Regions from separate parts of the Mus musculus genome. Here regions 2 and 3 are each linked to region 1. The links are chromatin contacts, called in public Hi-C and HiChIP or PLAC-seq maps. All regions are on one chromosome and are shown on one strand. Each heading gives the region's core, a stretch centred on a gene start, on an enhancer-like site or on the middle of the called end of the contact. The rest is flanking DNA. Distances are from core to core; before and after follow the strand shown. Region 1 overlaps Pappa (pregnancy-associated plasma protein A). Region 2 has its middle 190 kb from the start of Gm23950. Region 3 has its middle 89 kb from the start of Gm23950.

What was found. HiChIP or PLAC-seq counts read pairs in DNA pulled down with a chosen protein or histone mark. A called contact is a pair of places that touch in the nucleus more often than the background predicts.
Region 2: a contact with region 1 is called in an SMC1A HiChIP or PLAC-seq map of the NIH/3T3 cell line, with 4 times the contacts expected there. The contact joins two enhancer-like sites. A contact is called at or near these places in 2 of 15 datasets of contacts at CTCF or cohesin (both in the NIH/3T3 cell line).
Region 3: a contact with region 1 is called in a Hi-C map of the C2C12 cell line, with 4 times the contacts expected there. The contact joins two enhancer-like sites. A contact is called at or near these places in 1 of 39 promoter capture datasets (the 3T3-L1 cell line), 2 of 15 datasets of contacts at CTCF or cohesin (both in the NIH/3T3 cell line), 6 of 484 Hi-C or Micro-C datasets (3T3-L1-derived adipocytes, the C2C12 cell line, adipose-derived mesenchymal stem cells and 2 more), 2 of 115 datasets of contacts at active chromatin or transcription factors (the NIH/3T3 cell line and embryonic fibroblasts) and 2 of 9 other capture datasets (embryonic tail and embryonic trunk).

The regions. Positions count from the first base shown.
Region 1 is chr4:65,240,054-65,244,339 of GRCm38.p6, forward strand. The region is part of intron 9 of Pappa (pregnancy-associated plasma protein A); the gene reads left to right. Among named protein-coding and RNA genes, the nearest start is that of Pappa, 120 kb to the left of the region's middle. Within about 2 kb of position 2,813, at least 65 of the 459 cell types and tissues checked have an H3K27ac peak or open chromatin away from gene starts, as enhancers often do. A contact at or near this core is called in the C2C12 cell line and the NIH/3T3 cell line, where this site is marked.
Region 2 is chr4:64,632,812-64,637,225 of GRCm38.p6, forward strand. No RefSeq gene overlaps it. Among named protein-coding and RNA genes, the nearest start is that of Gm23950, 190 kb to the left of the region's middle. Within about 2 kb of position 2,615, at least 45 of the 459 cell types and tissues checked have an H3K27ac peak or open chromatin away from gene starts, as enhancers often do. A contact at or near this core is called in the NIH/3T3 cell line, where this site is marked.
Region 3 is chr4:64,531,444-64,535,630 of GRCm38.p6, forward strand. No RefSeq gene overlaps it. Among named protein-coding and RNA genes, the nearest start is that of Gm23950, 89 kb to the left of the region's middle. Within about 2 kb of position 1,723, at least 4 of the 459 cell types and tissues checked have an H3K27ac peak or open chromatin away from gene starts, as enhancers often do. A contact at or near this core is called in the C2C12 cell line, where this site is marked.

The DNA.
Region 1 (4,286 bases), core at 1,563-4,062:
TGTCTGGTGCAGAGAGTAAATGGAAATTAGGATGTTATTCTCCACTTATTGCAAAATGAACTAAAATTTAAATATAGAGTGGTAAAGCTGAAAGACTCTTCTAGAAATAGCACTGAGTGGTGAGTCTAGAATCATCTTCCCTTGCTGCTTTGGGCCTCATTTTTCCTTCTACTCAGACTAGAATGAATTTTCTGGATTATACGTTTTTAAAATGTTCTCTGTAATGTTTGTGAAGAGAAGGTTGTTTGTTGTTGAGAAGCCGAGACTTGCTTCCTCCTAAGTCCAGTATACAAACATATTCTTTACTAGGTTCAAAGTGATCCGTTGGTGGTAGCGTTTGAGGATCATCTTTTGTATGCCAAGCATATTTCTAAACTATTAGTCCCTGGACAACTTTTTTTATGGATCACTTTTTTGCCAATAGAAGAAAGGAATGTTTGTAGCAGACGATAAACAAAACAGAGTTATGCTGTCTTTAAACCAAGAGCTTGGCCCGTGTGATGGTGTGGATTTAACCCCAGTACTCAAGAGGCAGAGCCTGGTGATTTTTATGAGTTCAAGGGCAGCCTAGTCTACAAAGCAATTTCACAGACAGCCAGGGTTGTTTTGAACAAACAAACAAACAAACAAAAACAAACCCAGAATCTGATTGTGTATTTACTGTGTAAAGTTACATGCTAAAAGGTCACTTAGTCACTCCTGATTTAAAGAGCTTCAGGGGTGAATGGAGATTGTACTATTATGAAGCAATTCTCATACTAAATTAGTAGAAATGGAATGTATAGGTTACTTTAAAGGAAGGCTCTCCCTTTCTCTTCTCTCTTTTATTTGTGTTAGAGAAAAGACATCAGCCGTATCCTTGACTGGTCATTTAGAATTCCATGATAGAGACTCACAAATACAGGCATTTCAGGGAGAATGGAACTCATTCTACGATGCCAGCTTCCAGAGACTGCATTTCAACACAAACTCCAAAGCTTGAGTCTGTAAAACATTCTAAGAAAAACAGTTCAAGTATAGACAGACAATTTTTCACACCCTTTCCCCAATAGCTCTAATGAGTCAGAGAAGAGAGACTGGAGAGGGGTCGGGGACTGAGGGGTGAGGGCGGGTGCTGTGTACAGGTGAGCATTCTTATCATTGTATGTGTCAAGAATGGTGGCCAGGAGGATAGGCCGCTGTGAAACTGACTTTCATTCACACCACAGCTTGTACATACCATGTTGATGAATACTTCTTATTAAAACAAACACCACCCAGAAAAAGTAAAAAGACCTGGAGCTCATTTGTGGCAGATATCTATCAATATTTTGAAGTGTTACTTTCTGAATCCTGGATTTGGGAAATCAAGATCATTTTTTCAGTAGGGTGGAGCCCAATCCTCATTAGAGCACTAGATAATATCCAATCATCTTCCCGAAGTTACTCTGCAGATTGCGTGGGGACCCACAACTTACCTTCTAGGCTTAACTTCTACCTCAGCAGACAACCAAGCCACAGGTTGGATTTTGAAGCCATATTGAACCTATTTTGATGATCATTCATGAAATGACAGTATCCAAAGTACTTTAGCATCATAGCTGAGGAAACTAGAAAGGTGTGTTATTTCTTATGGAGACTAAGTACCTGGGCCAGAGCAGCTGCCATCTGCCTGAAATTCCCCTCAGGGAAAGCCATTTCTATTCTCCCGCCCTATGAGAGAGCCCTTCATCACTGAGTGTTTCAAATAGATCATTTATTTCATTTATTTTGCTCAAGCTAACCAAAACTGGTTTCTGCTGATTATGTATTAAAATCCTAACTGAAAACTCTCTTCACAAAATAGAAAGAAGTTTAGAAGCATTTCCTGAAACTAGACTTTCCTCTCTCATGTAACTGTAGGGAGTCGGGATTCTGTGGAAGAAGAAGTATCAACCAGAGCAGTCCTTTAGGGAGCAGCATAGTACTAAATGGGGTGGCCCTATGTTGTGCAGCTTTATTCAATATGAGCCTATATGTGGCTCGTATCCCAGATATGAGATCTAAAATTTATTAGGATGTCTCAACTGGCTCAAGGTTCCAAAGGTATGGTGCTCCCTCCAAATTGAATACAGGACCCTGCTTTTTCTCCTCCAGAGCTTTGCCATTGGAATGGACTTCCTTCCTTCCTTCCTTCCTTCCTTCCTTCCTTCCTTCCTTCCTTCCTTTCTTCCTTCCTTCCTTCCTTCCTCCTTCCCTCCCTCCTTCCCTCTCTCCCTCCCTCCCTCCCTTCCTCCTCCTTCTGCTTCTCTTCCTTAATCTATGTCTTCCTCCTCCTTCTTGTCGTTGTCCTCCCCACTCCTCCTCCTCCTCTTCCTCTGCCTTTCTTTGCCACCCTTGTCATCACAGACCATTTAGAAGGGCTGTTTTCTCTGGGCCAGTAACAGCAGTGTGAGGGTGGGTGACAGATTTATGGGGGCATTCCCCTTCACTTTTCAGAAGCCCACACATCCGGAAGTATTCCCAAGGTGCCAATGTGTTATTGTGCAACACTCTGGTGACTTCCCTTTCCCACTTTCCCACCCCCAGTGCCCTAGTCCCCCAGTACATAAGTTTCTTATTACAACAAACACCACCCACAAGACCTCTTGAGTAATGCCGACTGCATTCCCCTTTGCAATGTGGAAATTATCTTGTCCTTTTTCGGCTGTTTAGAACTATAACACACACCAGGCCTGGGGTTTCCTTTAGAAACCATGATATCAGTGAAGTGATAACTCCCCCAGCAGGCTCTGGCTGGAGGCATTGTTCAGCAGCTTTGGGGAGTCCTCTCTAAGGCACTGAGTCATAAATGGCAGACAGGCTGCTGATAAAAGCTGAAGGAGGGAAGGTCAAATTAGTCAGACAAAATGTGCAGGATCCCCTAAAGGGCTTGCAGTTAGTCATAGATCTTGAGCCAACGCTGGAAACATGATCATTTCAGAGAGGACATTTAAGCCCTTACAGAATATGCAACTCTGGGTGCCTTTATATTTCACACTATGTGCTTCACGATAGTCCTGGATAGTTCACTTCTTGTCCTGGCTTAGTGGTAGACCTTGTGCGGTTCAACATCTTGAAACTCGGTTTTTCCCTTTGTGAAAGGCTCTTTTTGTTTTCAAGATCCACCTAATACTGAACATCCTTCATGGCTTGAGGAGATTCAAATTTTGCTGGATGCTGACATAGAGTCAAGAAAACAAATTCATAGAGACTCCCACATCATATCTCTCAGGACTGCAGGCACCCCCCACCATGTGTCTCTTTCTCCCAGCTCCTCTCCCCAGCAGCTCTCAGCCTCACTTTGTCTCCCATCCCTGACAGGGCATCTCCACCCCAGTGTTAGAGCCAGGGCCAGTAACTCAATTAGCACTCCCTAAAGCCCAGTGCCCTCCCTCTCTGTGTGGTAGATACACAGTAAGGGGCTGAGGATCAATCTGCCTGGCCACTAAGTTGCTGGGAGGGCAGGGGGTCACCTAGCCTATGGCCCCTCTGTCAGACCATCCTGGCCCTGACTGAAGCAAGGCGAGAAAGGAAAACAAGAAGATGAATCGTTGTGTCTTCTCAGTGGATATGCCTAGGAGAGTTTAGAACAACAATGACTAAAAAAGAAAACAGTATTTTAGGCTGGAGAGGAGGGAGACAGGGGCTCTGCTGGGAGCTGCATTTATTATTATTTTTCTTTTTAACAGTACTTTCTGTGTAACCGTAATGGAAGAATCCACCTCTCATCTTAGGAAAAAAATAATTTGAGAAACGAAATCAAACATTCCTCATTGCCTAAATTCATTTACAGTTCCCTCTGTTAAAACAAACAAACAAAACATCTCTATATATTGTAACTTTCCCTTCCAAGGCTTTCTGGAAAGAATGCTTTCCTTGACTTAAAGATAGGCCTTTATACAGAAAATAAAAATAAAGTTAAAAAAAAAAGAGGAAGAGATGGGGATGGCCATGATAGGGGTGGCAACGATGGTGATAGAGTCAGGATGTGCACAGCACAAACAGAGCATCAGATGGCATCGTAGTTACCAACACGGCATCTGGCTGAAAATCTGATGCAGAAGCTATATAAACCTGTGCCTCAGTTTTCATCAGCAAAATATATTAGTTATTATTGTTACTACTTAGAGTTGTGATAAGCCAATACAGTTTCTGATCTGAGCCAGGTAGTTTACCATGAGTTTGATCCCCAAAGCAATACAAGTGGAAAAGGGCTCATTTATGATCGGTGTTAAAATAGTGACACTTAGTAGTTTTAAAGGAGTATACATTGTTTTCTTTCATGT
Region 2 (4,414 bases), core at 1,365-3,864, 610 kb before region 1:
GACTGATAATATTGGTTATACACTGCTTTTAAGGAAAACCTCATTTGTATCCATTTGGTGTGTTTGTGTCCCTTTGATCCAAATGAGGCAAACTTCCTTTTTGGTGGATTCTCTTTTGGTAAATAATATCAAGTTAAGGACATTCAGTATGCTGAGTTTTGGTTGGTCATTTTGTATATATATGTATACACATACATATATATATATATATATATATAATTTATTAAATTATAACTATAATTATAACTAGAATTTTATAATTTCTGGTTTCCCCTCCACAATCTCCCATTACATCCCCCTCCCCTGCCTCTATAAAAGTGCTCCCCCACCCATTTGCCCACCCTTGCTTTACCCATCTAACACCCCCCAATGCTGGGGCATTAAGCCTCCACAGGACCAAAAGCCTACCCTCCCACTGATGCAAGATAAGGCAATTTTCTACCACATATGTAGCTGGAGCCATGGACCCATCTATGTATACTCTTTGGTTGGTAGTTTACTCTCTGGGACCTCTGGGAAATTTGGGTAGTTTATATTGATGTTCTTCCTATGAGGTTGCAATTCCATTCAGCTCTTTCCGTTCTTCCCCTAACTCTCCCATTGCTCTTATACACAAGTTTTCCATGAAATTGAGATGATTCATATAAAAGTCTTATTCATCTAGTATTCTCTACTATGTGTAGTTACTTCTAATTCCATGAGAATGGACCATGAGTTATATCCCTTGTACAGGAAAAATGCATACTTGGGAAAGATAGTTTCATATGGAAACAAGTGTCTGAAGCATGATTTCTTTATAAACACATGCAACAAAAGATGACTTTGTTTAGAGCAGCTAGGTAAGTAGCACAATGAAGACATTAAATATTTGAGAAAACTGGAGAGGAATGGAGTTTGGGACCAATCCTGAGTAGTTCTCTGCTAATATGATTCCTGACCTACCTTAGGTAAACCATTGAGACTACATATGATTTTAAAACTTTTAGTATTTTCACTTTTACAAGGAAATGACATGATTTTAAATATTGTTCCCTTCTACCAAACACTGTGCACTTTCCAAACAATGCACTTACGGTCTAAATCTAAATCATTTATAGCTTTGCCAGCCACTGAAGGTCTTTTTGCAGAAAGAAGGCTAGGTTTTGGCAGAACCACATATATACCTAAAGGACATTGAAAGGTTGTTCCCCAAAGGCCATTTCATGCTGTCAAAAGATTCTATCAAGGACGAGGTCCTGTTCTGCATTACATTCTGTTGAGGTCAGCAGGCAGAGATAGACACTGATAGACTATAAACCTAGGACAATGAAAAATCCATTTTCATGGAGTTTCTGATTTGAGTGAAAATACATCAAAAAGATACAAACCAACCGTCAGGAACATTATAATTTCTAATGATGGTAAGGAAGGAAAGGGCAGCAGAGTAAGAAACTGATGCAAAATTAGTGTTTGTGTGACTGGGCAGTCAGAGAAGCCCTGTAGAGGTCAAGAAGTTTGAGCTGAAAAGGGTCCAAGCAAGAAGGACATAACCACTCAGTGTATTAGAGGCAGAGCTTCTCAACACATTCAAGGAAAAGCTCAGGAAATGCCTTGAACTGACATATGTATGTGATCACAGCATCGATGCCATGTGTGTGGGACTGAGCGACGTACTAGAGAGATCACTGTACAATGACTGAAGTGGAGAAATACCAGGTCACTTATAGCATCATTAGACATGCTGAGGAGTTTGAAACCCAGTGACTTGAAGGTTTTAGAAAAGAAATGGAATGTGATTCCTTTAGAAGATAAATGTTTTTGAAAGTCATCTTTAACCATTTTGGGGATTAGGTTAGAAAGCTGATAAGGAAAGTGTTAGAGAGAAGGCTTCCTGAGAGCTAAGGATGCTTTAAGTCTGAGTGATATTAACATTGATAAAACTGGAAGGGAGAAAAGAGGACAAAATATCGAAGAGGCAGTGGTTACTAGTGAACTGAATATGGCAGGGCTAAATGAAACAGAAATTAACATTTACTTTGTTCAGAGCAATTAGGTGAATACCACAGTGAAGACATCACATAGGGTAGGGAACTGGAGAAGGAAGGAGGTATGAGTGTTATCTTCCCTCTGATTAATCAGGAATATTGCCTATCATTTGAAAATGTCAGTATTTTTCATTTTGCAAAAAAGGCATAGTTTTGCATATTTTACTCCACTAAGCACTCTTCTATTTCCAAACAGAACCAGGATGGACACAGAGTGAGCCTTAAATCGGATTATTGCTTAAAGTATGACAGTAAGGCAGGGCTATGTTGCCAGAAACATTGGGGTTTATGACCATAGCACCAAATGCATGTAATGACCCTGCAGAGGACATATTGTTTCAACTTTACAGAAAAGCCAACTAATGCCAAAGCAGAGCAAAATTAGCCACCCAAGGAATCTGTGACATCTAATGATGTGCTACTCATGAAAGCCATCTACCCGAGGTACCTGTGACCTGTAGGGATGTGCTAATCATGAAAGCCGGGATCCTGACTTCCTGGGATCCTGGTTCCAGGGCTTGTTAATATAGTCACAAACCTGGAAGCATGGCCTATGCATAAACCCCAGAGGATTTTTTTCTCCATAGTTTTACAGTGGCCAGACTCTGACTCATGGAGGGAGAATCAGTGTCCTCATTATGTAGCAAATTCCATGAGCACACACCAAGTGTTGTTTTCTCTAAAAGACTTAAAGTAGCTTCCTCTCTGTCTCCTTCAATCAACACTTGCAGAACTGTGCTCAGGTTAAGGGAGTTCTGCTTGGTTTTTGTATAGACTCTTTGATATGCCCAAACTTCAATGGTTTTTGTTCAATCCCTGGAACCTCAGGCACAGCCAACCCACATGTGGTGGGAAGTGAGGGGAGAGGGAAAGAGGAATGTGAGGGAGACACAAACACAGCACAATGTTTTCTTTCTGAGAAACTTCATCAAGGCTCCAGTTCCAGTGACCTCACCTTTAAGCAATGCCAGCTCCTTTGCTTTAAATCAAAGTTGACTTGTGGTGGTGGTTCACATATTTGGAGACTTACAAGCCTACTGCTTCTGATGTTGCAAAGGGAAATCCTGAGGGCTAATATCTGGCCTTTAAGATCACAGTGGCTGATGATCTTGATATCTTCCATGTTTCACACTGAGACACAGAGGAAAGGTTTGCATGGAAGATGAAACTGTAGATGTGGCAAGCAACATTGAAACTGGGGCATTTAAGGGCATGCATCAGTGAGTGGACAGTCTGCATTCCCTTTCCTATGTATTAAAACTAAATCATAATAACAGGCTCTTTATTTAACTTCCTACTGTAATTCTTGCACCCTGAATTTACATGGTTTCCAAAAGTACTTTATATAAATTTCCTACCCAAATCCTTCCAAGTCTTATTCATCTCAAATAGAACATAATCCATGTATTGTTTGTAGTTGGATCATTTGTAGTCTGATCTCTGGCTATATCCATTATCGATTTCATGGCTACTTCTAGTGCTCATCTCTGAGCAAACGATTCTTACATCCTTGCTATTCCTGAAACCTATCCGACACTCTCAGATTCATGGTTACTAGTGTTGCTCTCTTCTTTAAGCAAACAAAAGGCTCTTTACACTAGAATATTAAAGCTTGTTTATTCATAGTTTTTAAAGTGTTTTCCCTCAAATACCCTCATATTCATGGATAAGAGTATTTCTCTAAGACATAGAAATTCTTCAAATCAGATTGGAGTATGTAAGACCATGAGACTGACTCAATTTTAAAAGAAAAAGACAGAGAGAGAGAGAGAGAGAGAGGAAGAAAGAAAGAAAGAAAGAAAGAAAGAAAGAAAGAAAGAAAGAAAGAAAGAGAAAGAAAGAACATGGTGATTAATTGTTTGTGTATATCCAGCTACTTAGTCAAACATCATTATGGGCTTTTCTGTGATGGTATTTTTGGATAAGATTAACATATGAATCAGTGGATTGAGTAAAGAAATTATTCTCTCTAATATAAGTGGACCTCATCTAATCAATGGAAGATCTGAATAAAAGAGAAAGGCTGACTCCAGTGTAAAAGAAAGTTTGTCTGCTCAATGCCTTTCTTGATGAAACAGAACCTTCAACTGTCAACAGAATCATTAACTGTCTCCATTCTCAGACATTTGAGATCAAAGTGGAATGAACCTTTGGTTCTCTTTCATCCCCATTCTAGCTTGTTTACACACACTGCTACCATCTCCCATAATGTTGAAACTCAGTTCATCAAAAGTAATATATTTCTGTGTCTCTATATCATATCAGTTTTACTTCTGGGGAACTTGTAGAAATAATGACTTTGGTACCAAGATTTGTTCTGAGAACTCTAATTTCAATTTAAAGAATGGATTTTTGTGAACTGGTCTAGAGTATCCAGGATTAGCTTCCCA
Region 3 (4,187 bases), core at 473-2,972, 710 kb before region 1:
AAGTTCGAAGAAAATAGTTCACATGCAAATCTAGGGGCATCACAGCACAAAAGTGTACCTCAAAAGAAAACTAGGTTTGGGGGAGAAAAAGAAAGACTACCTCTCTATTGTCTTTGACCTCACAGTAGGATAAATGACAGTTTTGTAGTACATCAAGCATACTGAAGCCCCAGTTCTGTCCTCTTCCAGTTACATGAATTTGGAGTTGTCACTAATCCACATTTGCCTATGTACTTTTTTTCCTTGAAAAAAAAAAAGAGCTAGAGAGATAGCTCATTTAAAGTGCTTGCCTTGCAAGGATGAGGGACTGAGTTTGAGTCTCAGAACTTACACGGAATAAGATACTGGGTGCAACTGAAGAAAGCTGGGAGTGATGCAGGTGGCCATCTAGCTCCAACAGATCAGGCCTAAAAACGTACATGCAAGAAACATACAGACAAAGTTTGTTATATTTAGGTATGTGTGTGTGTATAGGGAAATACATGCATATATGTCCCTATACATCTATATTGGAGGAAGGGAAAGGAAAGAAGGGATGCTGTAATTATAATTTTTTAAAATGCCTGGTATGGTGGTTTAAGTTTTTAACCCAAGCTATAGGAATATAGAAACAGTCAGATTATTGGGGCTTCTGGCCAGCCAGACTATTTTATTTGATGATATCAGGTGAATGAGAGAACCTGCTCAAAAATAATTAAGTAAATAAGCCAATGAACAATGTCTGATGATGTCTTTTGGCCTCTACCTACGGACATAGGCAAACATACTAACATACTCATAGAGAAAGAAAAAAGAGTAAAATATTTCTGTGTTAGTATGCAAGGGAGCTGGCAGGGTGGGAAGCAGCTGATGGCACAGTGACAACTATCAATGGTAAGTATTTCCCATATCTGACACTCTTGTAAATAACTTCAGACTAACACTATAACACAATATTGTCCCCAGTCCTCTAATGCAGCACTATCATCTTCATTTGACTGGACATATAACCAAGAGCTAGCAAGTTGATCAGAGCTCAGGCTTTAAAACTAAATGTTTGATTTTAAAAAATAATACTTCCCCACCTGGGGATCAATCCCATATACAACCACTAAACCCAGACACTATTGCATATGCCAACAAGATTTTGCTGACAGGACCCTGATATAGCTCTCTCTTGTGAGGCTATGCCAGTGCCTGGCAAATACAGAAGTGGATGTTCACAGTCATCTATTGGATGGAACACAGGGCCCCTAAAGAAGGAGCTAGAGAAAGTACCCAAGGAGCTAAAGGGGTTGGCAACCCTATAGGAGGATCAACAATGTGAACTAACCAGTACCCCACAGAATTGTGTCTCTAGTTGCATATGTAACAGAGGATGGCCTAGTCGGCCATCAATGGGAGGAGAGGTCCTTGGTCTTACAAAGATCATATGCCCCAATACAGGGGAATGCCAGGGCCAGGAAGCGGGAGTGGGTGGGTAGAGGAGCACAGTGGGGGCGGGGGGGGGGCGGGTATAGGGGACTTTGGGGATAACATTTGAAATGTAAATGAAGAAAATATCTAATTAAAAAACAACAAAAACAACAACAAAAAATAAAACAGTTTGGCCAAGGGAAATAAATGTTTTCTTGATCTTGTGTCTCCTCCCTGTCTCTTCAGCCCTGATAGGCTACATGACCCCTGCTGACTACCAGACAGCGAAAGGACAGTTCCTTCAGCTGGGTGCTGTGGCCTTAGCAACCCCTGTATAAAAGCCAAAAGCTTGCTTTCTTAATCAGACGCTCCGTTTGTCTCCCACAGTGTATGCACTAGCCCCAGACACCCACTAGATGGTGATGAGATTCTAGCTTTCATTTGATTTAGCTTTTGCCATGTGAAAAACAAAAACAAAAAAAAAACAACCAAAAAAATACTTTCTATGTCCACAGACATAAATCTGCACATAAATCCTAGATTTGGGAAATCATATACTTGTATAAATTCTTCTTAAACTTTCACCGTGGACTCTGGAGCCTTGGTTACCTTCCTTAAATTCCCCAGCAAATGCCCTTCTACAGACAAGATCCTCTTTGCTCTGGTGTGAGTTGGAAATGGTTAGTATGCTTTGGAGATATATAGTTGTGCTTTCAGAAGCCCGCCATCCTACCTGGCTTTTGCTCCTTGTTCTTTCAAAGAGGACAGTGAATTCAGAGTAGATTCCCACAGCTGCTGACAGAGCACACAGTATTTCAGTTGATTTGTTGATTCCTGATACCAACTATTGTCTATCATGCATGCCTATATGTATCCATTTGGTTAAGACATAAGACATAATGATGATGTCAACAGTGAACTTTGTATAGACTCTTCTATTTTGCCAAGTATGACCTTTGCTTCATATTCCGGATAGCTCAGTAACAGAGAACAGGTTATGTATTCCATTTTTTAGAAGAAAACAGAGCCTCCAGAAATCAAATGAAACACTATGAGTCCACAAGCTTCTCATTTAACATGTCAAATCTTAGAGACAGACACACTTGGGCACACACCTGAAATCTCAAGTACTGCAGAAGCTGATGCTGGATGATTGACTGCAAGGCTTAGAACAGACGGAACAAATTGGTAAGATCCGGTCTCAAAACAAACAACATAGAAACAAACAAACAAACAAACAAAGTTAGAGCTTCAGCTTCATCCTTCTGATTTCTAGTATCAAGTCATTGTCTATTTCTACAAGAGACATAGTGGTATTAACAGAAAATCTCATTCTATTTCTCCTTTTTCAAAGCTTCTGAATTTCATCTTTCTCCAAAGTCCAGAGATCGAGCATAGAAAACAAACCTGTCTCTTCCCTCTCTCTACCCGCAATCCTGGGCCCAGCCCGGCAGTAAATGCTGTGAGAGGAAGAAGAGTACATACTCTATTTCATGGTCCTACAGGATACTCAAGCTTGGAAGGAAGAACCATGATTGTCTCATCTAACCATCACTTTTACATCTAAGAAACCCAAGCCAGGAAAGAGTGGAAATATTCTTATAGATGACGCCATGGGGTAGTGTGAGGTGACCTACTTTTCTTTAATGTGACCTACACCTTGATGTCATTTAGTTTGGAAACAGTGCCCACTTCAATTGCATTCTCTCTAAAATACCATCTAGTTTATTTTTTTTATCAAAAAGGCTACCCCTCTGCATACATACATGTTAACTATTTTAGCATCTTCCAGTTCAGTGCTGTAAAATCTCACCAAACTAAAAATCATTATGCATAACTTCACTTCGTTTCTGAAAATTTTTAGTTTCCTATACTTATTTGTCTTGTTTGATTTGAGACAGAGGCTCCTGAAGTCCAGTCCATCTTTGAATTTTAGGTATCCTAAATCCTGGTTGTCCTGCCTCCATGTTCCTGGTGTTGGGATTACAGATGTGTACTGCCACACTAGGTAGATTCTGTGCAAGAGACTAAACCATGGTCTTATGAATGCTTGACAAACACTCTCCAAACTAAACTATCTTCTCAGCCCCATCTATCATCTTTCATTGCAGTAACAGCAATGTGTTACAGTTACCTTCCTCCTTGCCTGATTCCCCATGACACAGAATGCCCCTCGGGAAAAGAATTAAATCTTAAGCATCTTTGTAACTCTAGATCCTGTTATTATCTTTAGCAAATGGTAGGTGATGGATAATAAGTTGCTAAGAATTATAGTGCTTAGAATTAGTGTGGTACATCAAGACCAAACTGGAAGGGTATTGTCAAAAATTAAAGTAGATGACATAGAAAAGCCACATGTTGATAGCTGTTTACAGTTTAAAATCTATCCAAGTATATAAAGTGTCCCAAATCTTTCCTAACTCTGCCCCTCAAGACCCCTCCGGTCAGGGGAAGGCAGAGATGAACTAAGGACTCAGCTGTACAACTTCTACTAATTTAGTAGATATTTACTAAGTGTTCTCCAAAGTGGAGCTGGAAAGAATTTGAGAAGAGAACCTGGAGGAAGACCCAATGAATGAAAAGACAACTTTTCTCAGTTACAAAGGGCTTCATTATGAAAGATGGCATATGCCATGCTTAGGAGTTAGGATAAAGAAGTCTGCCCAGTCTCCTGGATTCCTGGACATAGACCTTCATCTCTTTTGGAGGTAAAAGAGAATTTACAGTCTTCTAGTTGGGTTTTTGTTTTATAGGGGAAGACATTAAGGCACAGAGAGAAGAAATTCCCCAGA